4 separate regions of the Mus musculus genome follow, and regions 2, 3 and 4 are each linked to region 1. The links are chromatin contacts, called in public HiChIP or PLAC-seq and promoter capture Hi-C maps. All regions are on one chromosome and are shown on one strand. The core of a region is the stretch at or near the end of the contact, and the rest is flanking DNA. Distances in the headings are between cores, read along the strand shown.

Region 1 (2,700 bases), core at 69-2,568:
TGCTATGGGAGAAGGTACAGAATACACTCCAAAGGAGGTGGGCAGTTATAGGGCATGGGAGGCCAGTGTTTTGCCAGGAGGTAAGCCTATCTATACTCAACAGCTCCAAGACTCTAAATCACAAAACAGGCCAGTGTGTTCAAGGCTGGAGGAGATGAAGGGTCTCACTAGCGAAAAGAACTTCCCAGTCACCTCCTCCCCTGAGTATGCCCCACCTGCTTCACTCACCCGCTTCCTGGAGCACAGTCGATCCCCCACCCCCAGTTCCTGGTTTCATCCCTGATTACCCCACTCCCAGGCCCCTCTGGCTGGGCTGGCTACGGCCCGCTGCCAGGGACTTGTCAGGGACTCACAACCACCCCCTGCCCAGCTGGGGCCCCTCTGGAAAAGCCTGCCCGCCTAGGCAGCGGCGGATCTGTCCCTCCCTTGCAGGCCGGCCCTGTGCTGCGCCCTGGCTGGGGGCCCGAGCGGGGGCTGCTGGGGCTGGGCCAGGTTACCTTTAGGAGGAAAGTTTTGGGTTTAGGTCCCCTCTTCTTGGGCCCATACAGCTCACGTTCCCTTTCCCTGTAGTCAAGAAACGCCAAAGATGAAAAAGGGTCCCTTCCTGGGCCCCACTCCCCGACCCTGCCCGCCTTTCCCGCTTCCCTGCGCGGCGCCCCACCGCGCCTGCCAGCTTCTCCAACTCACTTCTGCTCGAAGGCTGCGATGAGCCTCGAATCCAGAATGTTCTCCTCTGGCTCCCAAGTGCTGTACCTGCCGAGTCACGCGTACAGAAGAGCAAAATGAAAACCCAAGGGGCAGGGGCACACCGCGAGGGCTCAAGCACGCACCCCCTATCCAAGGCCCAGGTGTCTTCTTGCCGCCTCCCCAGTCCCCATGCCAACGACCCACGACACTCACTTGATCGCCCACCCTTTCCATTTCACCAGGTACTCGATGCGTCCCTGAAAAACAGAAAGGAAAAAAAAAAAAATAGGGGGTGGGGGTGGGGAAGATGCAGGGACGCGAGGAGGCGGCGGCGCGGGGGTGGCTGAGGGAACCCGGCTAGCCGGACCACTGCACCCCGAGGGCCCCGCGGGCTCCGACACCACCGCGGGGAACACAGGGCTGTCCCGGCCGAGGGCTCACCTTGCGGATCCGGCGTTTAATGATGGATTCGGCCGCGAAGACCCGCTCGCCTACTGCAGACAGCTCCATCTTGCTCAGCGGCACCCACAGCCCATAATACTCCCTGCTCCCGCGGCCGGTGCTGCACCGCTCGCGCACGCGCCCCAGCGCTCAGGCCCCCGGCGGGCGGGCGCTCGGCGGGGCGCGCGCTCGCGTTCCAGCTGCGGGCCGTCACGTGATGCTCCGGGCCTGAGCGCCGTTGCCAGGGCCTCCCCCTCCCCCGGGGCGGTTGCTAGGGAAAATGAGCGCTCGCGGGGCGGGGGCGCGCGAAGGCTCTTAAAGGGGCCTGTCCTCTCCCCCGCAGTCCTGGCGGGAGACCGATGGATGCTTGGCTGCTGCCAAGCCGAGTGAGGTGCAGTGCAATCCTACATTGTCCCACTTCATCCTGCAGGCCCAGGATCCCTGCCACCTCCTACCCTCCTTGTAACTCCTCATGCCAGAATTGCCAGGCCCTCGACAGAGAGATGCGATAGGCCCAGGAGTCTCTAGGCGCTGTGCATCCTCCTGCAGACGTTTGCAAACAGTTAAATATGATACAGCAGAAATGCATTCACTGCAGCTTTGCCAGGCCTTGTGGGGATTTCTTTAACACATCACCCCATCCATTATTTATGTATTCGTGGGAGTGTGGTTTTGTAACCGGTTCAGATAAGTTAAAACAAAAACGCCACAGCAGGAAGGGGGCGGCGGGGGGGGGGGGGTGACTGCAGAGGTGACCCAGGCCTGCGACCATGGTCTCAACACCTACAAGTAGACCTTGGCGAGTGTGTTTATAAACCAAAGAGAGAGAGGTCTCAAAAGAGAACCGCAGGGCATCCCAGATTGAGTCCAAAGCAGTCTTTCTTTGGGTCACTCAGCAGAACCCGCCTTCATGGTCAAATCTGTATTGGGATTTTCAGGCCGCAGGCCACAGCATAATTCTACAAACCACAGCTGCAGGAATGACTCCGCCATTGCTCCTGGGAGGCGCAAGTGGGATCTGGAACTTTCCCTCTTGGATGTAGCCCACCTCGCTGGAAACACACATTGAAAAATTATTTAATCGGAGTTTCCATTAGGCCAGTGGTCTTGTTCTTTGCAAAAAGAAAAAAAAATTAACCACATATAAATAAGGAAACGAAAGGGAAGGAGCAATTCATAACCTGTATTAAGTCATTGGGGTCCTCTAGCCCAGTTCTTTCCCTAAACTCGGGCCTGCATGAATATGCATAGATACATCACCTACTTGGAGAACACAGGCACACATGTTCTATCTATTTAAATGTTTAAGCACTATAGGGTTGTACTATTCACACTGGAGATGCTATCCTCCCTTAATGATATTGATTGGACATTAACACTGATTTTGCTCTGTTCACCTGTTGTCTAGGGCTGGGCTGGAGGAGGGGTGGGGATTTGTAAGGGTCAGGATTATCTTTTGATTTCATGATTGGCTTATTAGAATGGGGTGGGGGCACAGGGTTGTACAAGTCTCCCCGCGATTGCACCATTTCTTGAAGGTGCAAATTCACTGATGAAAATCTCAGCTTTCCA
Region 2 (2,700 bases), core at 109-2,608, 390 kb before region 1:
GCCACAGGTTAGGAAAGGAACATAAATATACTGCATCCTATATTACATAAATACCCACGCCAGGTTATATAAATACCAGTGCCCTCTGTCTGGGAGTCTTACATAAATACACTGCACATGACCCCCCAAGCCCCTCTCCACTCACGGCTCTCTGCACAATCACCAACCCTGAAGGACCCTACCAACGCCAGGGTCTCCCCACCCTGGAGACCAGAGCCCTGGAGTCTAGCGTGTCCCAGCCCTCCTCCACTTAAAAGCCCCCCTCCACCGCCACCCCAAGAAATTGACTTTGGGGTGGGGGCTCCTTCAGGAAATCAGAGTAGCTTTCCAATTCTTCACTCTGTCCCTTACGGGAGGGGTGGGGGAGGGGAATAAACAAAGTTAAAAAAAGGGGGGGGTGGCCATGAGGAGTCAAGACTTCTCAGCTGGTTAGAAAAATTACAACTACAAGCAGCTGGGCACATGGGCAGTCCCGTGTCACCCTGCCATACACACACACCTCCTGACACACACACCACCCACCTTCCACAGGGCCAAGACCCTGGTCAATGAATCAGTAGAATAAAAACTGAAGGAATGCCCTAAACCTAGGAAAGGCGTCCCAAACGCAAGTATTCATTGGAACTGCACCCCCTTCTCTCTCTCTCTAGACCCCCTTTCCAAAGGGAGGCTATGCTAAGAAATATGTGGGGAAACTCTGGACAAAGTAGGGGGAGGGGGTGGCCTAAGTCGCAGCCCTGCCTCTGAGGCGCCCAGGCACCCAGCTTTCACAGGCTTGAAGCACAAGGCTGTCTCGCACACCGCAATGAGAAGCCAAGCGATAAATAACCCCCTCCCTTCTTCTCGCCACAAAGGAAAACAAAGCCGGTGGCCCGGGTGACCACGCACCCCATCACTTAGGACCCCCGCGCGCCCCCACCCTACGCGAGAACGGCCTCGGTGACCCGGAGCCCAGGACACAGAGGAGGGGCCGAGGCCGGCCCGGAACCCGAGCGCCCCCGGGACCCCAGCCAGGCCCCTGCCGCAGGTCCCCCGCCCCAACCCGGGGCCGCCTCGGTGCACCCGGCGGCCTGCGAAGCGCCCGTCCCCTCCGCGTCCCCGGCCGCGCCTTTGTCCTCACGGGCGGCGCCCCCAGCCCTGCGCGGATGCGCGTGTCCGCCCCGCGCTCGCGCAAAAAGAAAACACAAAGAGGCGGAGGGAACCCCGCTTCCCCGGCCCCCGATGCTCACCGCGCCGGGGCGGCCGCCGGGGCGGATGCCAGAGGATTCGCCGGGCCGCGGGCGCGCCAGCCTCTCCCCGGCCCGCTGCGCTGCGCTCGGCCCGGCCGGGCTCAGGCTCCGCGCTCCGCCGCCTCCCGCCGCCCGCCCCCGCCGCCGGCTCGCGCGCTCCCTACCCGCGCGCGCGTCCCCGCGGTTCCCATTGAGCCCCGGGCCCGCCCGCTGATGTCATCCCCCGCCCGCCGCCGCCGCCCCGGAGGATTTAAAGGGCCCGCAGCCCCCGGAGAGCGTGTTCTGACGCTGCCACCCTGGGTGAGGGGCACACAAAACTAAGATTTCCTATACTCAGGCCTTGCCCTATCTCCAGCCAAAGCTGCGGGGACCCCCGAGAGAATCAGCTGAGACTCCTGGCACTGCAAAAGAGATTTAGGGCTCAGTAGCCTGAAGGCTGTAGAGAACACTGGCCAGGGGCTTTGGGAATAAAGCATAGGGACTGAGGGGCGTGGACAAGGACCAAGGATGTGTGGTCAGAGAAAACTCCAGGCAGACACTTTTCTTTGCTCTGTCCTCTGCCGTTCAGATCCACTGTGACAGTCCCTCAGATTCCAACGTAGTTTCACCCATTGAGCCCCCTGCCCCTCACCAAGAACTCACACGTGAGTCAGGGACCCAGAGGTGCTCATTCAACAAAGTCATCCCCCAGACAATGCCTGAATGTCCTTAACTGCAAACGAGGAAGAAGGACCATAGCCTTCCCAGGTCATGGGAGAGTTAATGAAGGCTTCCCACCAGCTTCCAGCTCCACCATGGAAGGTCCCAGCACAAGGCTATTAAAATGATATTTACAGTGGGTCATGCAAAGCTCCAACTTATGACACACCTACATTCTCTCTCTACACACACACACAACTGTTACTGTGGACATAGTACCTCTGATCACCCCGGAAGCACATCTCAGAAAGAGTCACTTCATAATAACCGCATCTTCTCCCCGAGGCTGAGGAGATTGCTGGGAGACCTATAGACCAGGTCCTATCACAGGGCAGGAGGGCAGGATACTGTGGCCCAGAGAGGGCAAAAGGTCTGCCCAGGCCCACACAGCCCAGCAAGATGGCCATGTTCATCTGGTGGACCTGGGGATGCCGATCAGAAGACCAGGAGAATGAGGAGGAGCTGCCTCCAGAGGCCTCTGTGATGGTAAACCGGGCAACTGGCTCTCTCTGCCCAGGTGGTGGACTGAGCATGGCCCGCTTGGTGCTTTTTGGCTTTGCGTTTGTCAATTGATTCACAATTGGCAGGTTTTGTATGACAGGCCCGCATTCTCTCCTGAAGCCTTGGCCACGCAGGGCACAAATCCTCACCAGAGGCAGCTGGTCTGGACAGCAGTCAGCCTCAGTGGTCAGAGCCCAGGCCGTGGGGCCTTGGCAAGACTGAGCAGAACACAGCAAGCATCAATGTCCTCCTAGCAATGTTACCACCCAAA
Region 3 (2,700 bases), core at 30-2,529, 430 kb before region 1:
CCCCAGCACTGAATCCACCTCCATACTCCTCAGTCTTTTGTCTTCTGTTTCTGGAATCCCTGTGATTCTTTCCAATTCTGATTCTGCCCCAAGCACCTGAGAGCTCTTCGATGCCTCGATCCTCACATCTGTGTGCGGGGTGAGCACCAGTCTAGCTTCTGGGGCTCCCACACCCAAGGGTTCCAACTCCGGCCCTGCACAGAACTCTCAAGATACTCAGATGTGCCGAGCCCAAGGGCCCACCAAACTTGTTGACACGAAGAGGGATGCTGCAAACAGCCTGTCAAAAAAGCCAGACCGTGGAGACCTGCACCTCCCCCTGCTGCTGATGCTGGTGGGGTGTGTGTGTGTGTGTGTGTGTGTGTGTGTGTTGGCTGAGTCTGCAGCACTTGCCTCCAGGGCACAGATTGCTACTTCTCTCCTTACATAAAGCACCTGGCAGCCAGATGAATAATACATAGACCTTCACCTCACACCCAGGTATCAGGCAGGCAGACACCTGCTTTGCCCCACCAAGGCCTCCAAGGAGGGAGGGATGAGATGTCCCGCCTCATACAGTCCTCCAAGAAAGGATACAAACTAAAAATCCGAGCCCGTTCCCCAGACTCCCTAGCTTTGCCACTGCCTGGAGCTCCTTAGCCCCAAGCTAAGCATCCAAGCAAGGTGTCCAAGGGCGTGCCCAGGCAAACAGGCACCACACACCCAAACCAATCTCTAGGGTTCCTTTGAACACCCAGCATCCTGGGAGCCCCAGATCCCTATCCCCCTTCAAATCTACTGACCTGTGTGCAAAGCGCGCGCACACCCCCATTTACGCATGTACCGTCTCAAGGGCCGACCACCGGGCCAGGTCAAAGCCACTGCACTGAGGACCGACGTCTCCCCGCCCCGTTCGGTCGTGCCAGGCTGCAGCACACCCACCGCGGTGCGCACAGTCCCATCGGTAAGAGGCTGGGCCCCGCGCCGCCCACCCCGACTCCCCCACGAGCAGGTCCGGTTACACTCAGGGCCCCGCCACGCTGGCGAAGCGGGCACACCCACGGGCCGCTTGGGGGCCTCCGAGTCCCTGCCTCCCCGCGGGAAGTCCCCAGAGTGGAGTTCTCCCCAAGGTGCAGCCCCCGCCCGGTCCCCGTTCATCCCGTGCATCCGCCGCCCGGGTACCTCAGGAGCCCATGGCGCTGGAGACTGCAGGCGGAGCAGGCGGCGCCGCAGCCCGGTATCTCGGCCGCCGCTGGCGCGTCCCGAGCCCCGCCGGGTACCGCCGCGCCGCGCCTGCGCACTAGGAACGCCGCTGGCGGGGGCGGGGCCGGAGCGCGCCGCTGAGGTCACTCGCCGAGCCTTAAAGGGGCCGCGCGCTGCGAAGCACCACGCGCAATCTCGGGTCAGGAGAATGGTGAGGTCCTCTTGCAACTCGCAAACGCACCGCGAGAGACCCAGGGCCCAGGTTTCCTAGTCCAGTCCCACCCACCACAGTCCTGGGATGCACAGTCTGACCCGCGGGATACAGACTGTCCCGGACACTCGCGAGCTAGCTTGAGTTTCAATTCTCTGAAAGCCTTGTATATGCCAACGCTGAAGGTGAAACGAAATCTAGTTGACGTTTGAGACAGGGAGGGTGAGTGTGAGACTGTGGAACGGACTTCCACGGAACGTTTTGTATAGTTATGCAAAATGAAACTGCTCTAGTGGAGCTGCCCCACCTCATTCCTAGCAGCCTAACGAACCGATTCTAGAGGAGTCATTCCAGCCCCTACCCCACTTTGATTTGTGAGGTCCTCGTCTTACCCAGATGACTGAAATGTGTAATATGCAACCAAGTTTATTTTTATCTCCAGCTCCAAATGTCTACCGACGCCTCTTACTTAGCGGGCTCAGCTGCTTTCCCCTCCACACACATTTCTTCTTCACAGCATTCCCCAATCCCTGCTTCCAGTCTTCAAGCCAGAAAGTCTAGTATTATCCTTGAGTGCTGCCCTCCCTCTCCCCCTCGTCCCATCAGCTTGGGCAAGACATCCTGTATCCCTAGACTCTGACCTCCACACTACTGAACTGCTGTCATGTCCAGGCTCTGCCCAGGTACTGTGAGCATCTACTTAGCCCGATTTTCCAACCTTGTCCTCGGCGGGTCTGTGCCAATGTGAGAATCAGGGATTCCTTTAAAAATCCAAATCGTTGGAGGAATGCTTGCTTACCATTCACCAGACCCTCAATATAATTCTTTGCACCAAAGTAAACAAACAAACGAACCCACCCAAGATGAACTATATGGCACTTTGCTCAAAACCCTTAATTAGTTCCTCATGCCATTCCAAATGAAGCCAACATCTGCAGATCTCTGCACAGCCTTGATCCAGCATCACCCTCCGCAGGCATGCCTGGCCTCATCTCCTTTTCCTGAACACTGACCTCTTGCTTTCCCTACAACCAAGTACAAGCATTCAGCTTCCATGCCTTTGCACCTGCTGTCCCCTCTGCTGGGGCTACAGTTTCCCCAGACATGTCTTCAAAGTCTTGCTTGGCTGGCTTTACTAGGGAAGCTGAAGCAGGATTGTTCTGAGACAAATACCTCCTTCCCAGAGTAAGATTGCTGAGCCCCTCACCTGCAGTCCATAGTCAACATCTCACTGTGCCCTGTTCTCCTAATAAAAGTTCATTTCTAACACGTATCGATTGTTTTCCTATCTTATTATCCATCTTCCT
Region 4 (2,700 bases), core at 142-2,641, 390 kb after region 1:
AGGGCTGGAGAGATGGCTCAGTAGTTAAGAGCACTGACTGCTCTTCCAGAGGTCCTGAGTTCAATTCCCAGCAACCACGTGGCTAACAACCGTCTGTAATGGGATCTGATGCCTTTTCTGGTGTGTCTGAAGACAGCGACAGTGTACTCATATACATAAAAAAAATTAAAAACAAGGTAGAGAAGTGACTAAAGATGACACTGGACATGGACCTTAGCCTCTACATGCACATGTGAACCAGTGCACATCTGCTTGTGTGCACATCTGTGCAGGCACACAGTCTTGTGCTTGAGCTGGGCACGGTGGTGTGCTTCCATAATCTCAGCATTTGAGAGATAGAGGTAGGAACACTGTTATAAGTTTGAGGCCATCCTGGTCTACATACAGAGTTCCAGGTTAGCCAAGATTTTGTTACTTACTAGATCTTTCTCAAAGTAAAGCTAGTGGGCCTGGAGAGACTGCTCAGAGCTTAACAAGGGTTGCTTTCTAAGGGGACATGAGTTTGATATCCAGCACCCACAAGTTACCACAGCCATGTGTAACTCCAGTTTCAGGGGACCTAGAGCTCTCTTCTGGTCTCTGTGGGCACCAGTACAAGTTTGCAGTGTCCTTACTTAGACACAGACAAAATACTCATAAGATTAAGAAAGACAAATCTTGGCTAGGTGATGGTGATGTGTGCCTTTAATCCCAGCTCTCAGGAGTCAGAGGCAGGAGCATCTCTTGGGACCTGAGTTTGAAGCCAACCTGGTCTACAGAGAGTTCCAGGATAGCAAGTACTACAGGAGAAACCCTGTTTTGAAAAATCAATACAAATGAAAATCTTTAAAAATTTTCTGAGCCAGGCATGGTGATGCACACCTTTAATCCCAGCACCTGAGAGGCAGAGGCAGGTGGATTTCTGAGTTTGAGGCCAGCCTGCTTGTCAGAGTTTCAGGACAGCTAGGACTACACGGAGAAACCTTGTCTTGAAAAACCAAAACCCCCAAACAAAATAAACTCTTGGGCTTGGATCTTGTTGGCTTCCGTTAGGTCTGTTGACCATCCTGAGCAGATCTGGATGACTTGGGTGGAATCTCAGATCAGTTTAGACGCTTAGGAAAGTCAGAGTTGAGCCTTTACTAGTCAAGGAAGAGAACAGATAGTTTTCTGAAAGAAATGAGGACAAGATGTCACCCTTGGCACCTCAGCTGTCTATGTCCGGTCTCCTCAGCACCTAGCAGCCCTCCCTTGCTCACGTCCGGCTCCTGGATGCTCATCTGTCAGATGGGGTGTGTGTATTACAGGTCTCCAGCTGCGGTGGGCAGTTGTGTGTGCGCGCGCGCATGCGCCTGGCAGCAGAGTCTGAGCTTGGTGGAGGTTTAAAAATCCCCTGTGCCCCTCCCCCTCCTTCGATGTGGTATACGTGACACACGGGTCATGCATTTCCTCCCTGGGCTTCTTCCCTTCGCCCCTGTGACTCATCTGTTTTTCTTTGCCTCTTCCCGCTTCTTCATTGTCCTGCTGACCTTCTTATCTTCCTAGAAATCTGTCTGCTCTGCCTGTGGATCTCAATCCCCAACAAAGTAGGGCTGGTTGCACCTCTCCAGGGAGCCCTCCCTACTCAGCGCCCAGCTCCCTGGTCAGCTGCCTGTTGCAAGGGTCCCAAGGCATCGAGGTCTCCTGAGACTCGGCAGGGCCAGTGTGGAACTCAGCTTCCATCTGAGATTACTTCCCTGTCCTCTCCATCCTGGTCTTGACCACTCATTTATCCAGTGCCATCAGCTGGATATGGGGAGGTATCCTGAGGTACACACACACACAAACAGTAGCTACTCTTTTGGAATGTTTTGGAATGGCTTTTATGTGCCTGGGACAGATATGACTCAACAACCCAGGAGTATGAGGCCAGCTTGGACTGCATGTGACCCAGTCTAAAACAAAAACAAAACAAAACCCCAAAAATAACCAAACAAAAAACCTACAAAGAAAAAAGAAACACTCAGATACGGTATTACACACCTTTAATCCCAGCACTCAGGAGGCAGAGAGAAAAGCAGTCAGATCTCTGTGAATTCAAGGCCAGTTTAGCCTACACATTGAGTTCCGAGACAACCAGGGGTAAATACTAAGACAACACCAATACCAACAGTACACCTCCCTATCCCCACCCCCACACTCACACACACACACACACACACACACACACACACACATTCACACACACTCACATCTACACCACCATGCTTGGCACACATTATTTAATTTTTGAAACTTTTTGTCTGTCTATTGAGACAGGTTTCTCTTTAGACCAGGCTGGCCTCAAACTTACAGATCTACCTGCCTTTGCCTCCTGAGTCCTGAGATCACTAAAGATGTGCACCACTCCAGCCCAGTAGCCAAAAATCACATTTAAATCAAATTTACATAAGTTATGCAGAGTTCCCTCTTTTAACTGGGGAAAGCAGAAGAAGTGGGGCAGGGCTCAAAGCTCACTGGTGGGGGTGGGGAGAGGACCCAGTAGAGAAAGTACTTGTTGTACAAGCACGAAGACCAGAGTTCAAATCCCCAGTATTCATGTAAATGCCAGGCAGGTGTGGTGGTCAACCTGTAAGCCTCAGGAAGTGGAGACAGGAATTCCCCGAAGCAAGTGAGCTAGACTAGGTAAATCAGAAAGCTCTGGGGTCCGGTGGGAAACCTGCCTCAAGAAATATGGTTTGA

Evidence for each region. Promoter capture Hi-C pulls out the DNA fragments that hold promoters and counts their contacts. HiChIP or PLAC-seq counts read pairs in DNA pulled down with a chosen protein or histone mark. Capture Hi-C pulls out chosen DNA fragments and counts their contacts.
Region 2: a contact with region 1 is called in a promoter capture Hi-C map of pancreatic islet. The contact joins the promoter of Csnk1e here to the promoter of Npcd in region 1. A contact is called at or near these places in 1 of 39 promoter capture datasets (pre-B cells), 1 of 484 Hi-C or Micro-C datasets (embryonic stem cells), 1 of 115 datasets of contacts at active chromatin or transcription factors (pancreatic cancer cells) and 1 of 9 other capture datasets (pancreatic islet).
Region 3: a promoter capture Hi-C map of pre-B cells shows a contact between it and region 1, with 2.9 times the contacts expected there. The contact joins the promoter of Tmem184b here to the promoter of Npcd in region 1. A contact is called at or near these places in 1 of 39 promoter capture datasets (pre-B cells), 1 of 484 Hi-C or Micro-C datasets (embryonic stem cells), 2 of 115 datasets of contacts at active chromatin or transcription factors (microglia and pancreatic cancer cells) and 1 of 9 other capture datasets (pancreatic islet).
Region 4: a contact with region 1 is called in an H3K27ac HiChIP or PLAC-seq map of microglia, with 7 times the contacts expected there. The contact joins the enhancer-like site here to the promoter of Npcd in region 1. A contact is called at or near these places in 1 of 39 promoter capture datasets (hematopoietic stem and progenitor cells), 5 of 484 Hi-C or Micro-C datasets (the N1E-115 cell line, embryonic limb bud, embryonic stem cells and 1 more) and 5 of 115 datasets of contacts at active chromatin or transcription factors (embryonic stem cells, extraembryonic endoderm stem cells, microglia and 2 more).

The regions. Positions count from the first base shown.
Region 1 is chr15:79,833,015-79,835,714 of GRCm38.p6, forward strand. Npcd (neuronal pentraxin chromo domain) reads right to left here and starts at 1,319. Exons shown (of 9, transcript NM_001013362.2): 1 at 1,129-1,319; 2 at 901-944; 3 at 688-753; 4 at 498-564. The coding sequence starts at 1,197. Cbx6 (chromobox 6) reads right to left here and starts at 1,319. Exons shown (of 5, transcript NM_028763.3): 1 at 1,129-1,319; 2 at 901-944; 3 at 688-753; 4 at 498-564. The coding sequence starts at 1,197.
Region 2 is chr15:79,440,699-79,443,398 of GRCm38.p6, forward strand. Csnk1e (casein kinase 1, epsilon) reads right to left here and starts at 1,359. Exons shown (of 11, transcript NM_013767.6): 1 at 1,230-1,359.
Region 3 is chr15:79,402,024-79,404,723 of GRCm38.p6, forward strand. Tmem184b (transmembrane protein 184b) reads right to left here and starts at 1,280. Exons shown (of 9, transcript NM_172608.1): 1 at 1,162-1,280.
Region 4 is chr15:80,218,045-80,220,744 of GRCm38.p6, forward strand. No RefSeq gene overlaps it. Among named protein-coding and RNA genes, the nearest start is that of Gm46521, 6.2 kb to the right of the region's middle. Within about 2 kb of position 1,392, at least 161 of the 459 cell types and tissues checked have an H3K27ac peak or open chromatin away from gene starts, as enhancers often do. A contact at or near this core is called in the N1E-115 cell line, embryonic stem cells, hematopoietic stem and progenitor cells and 2 more, where this site is marked.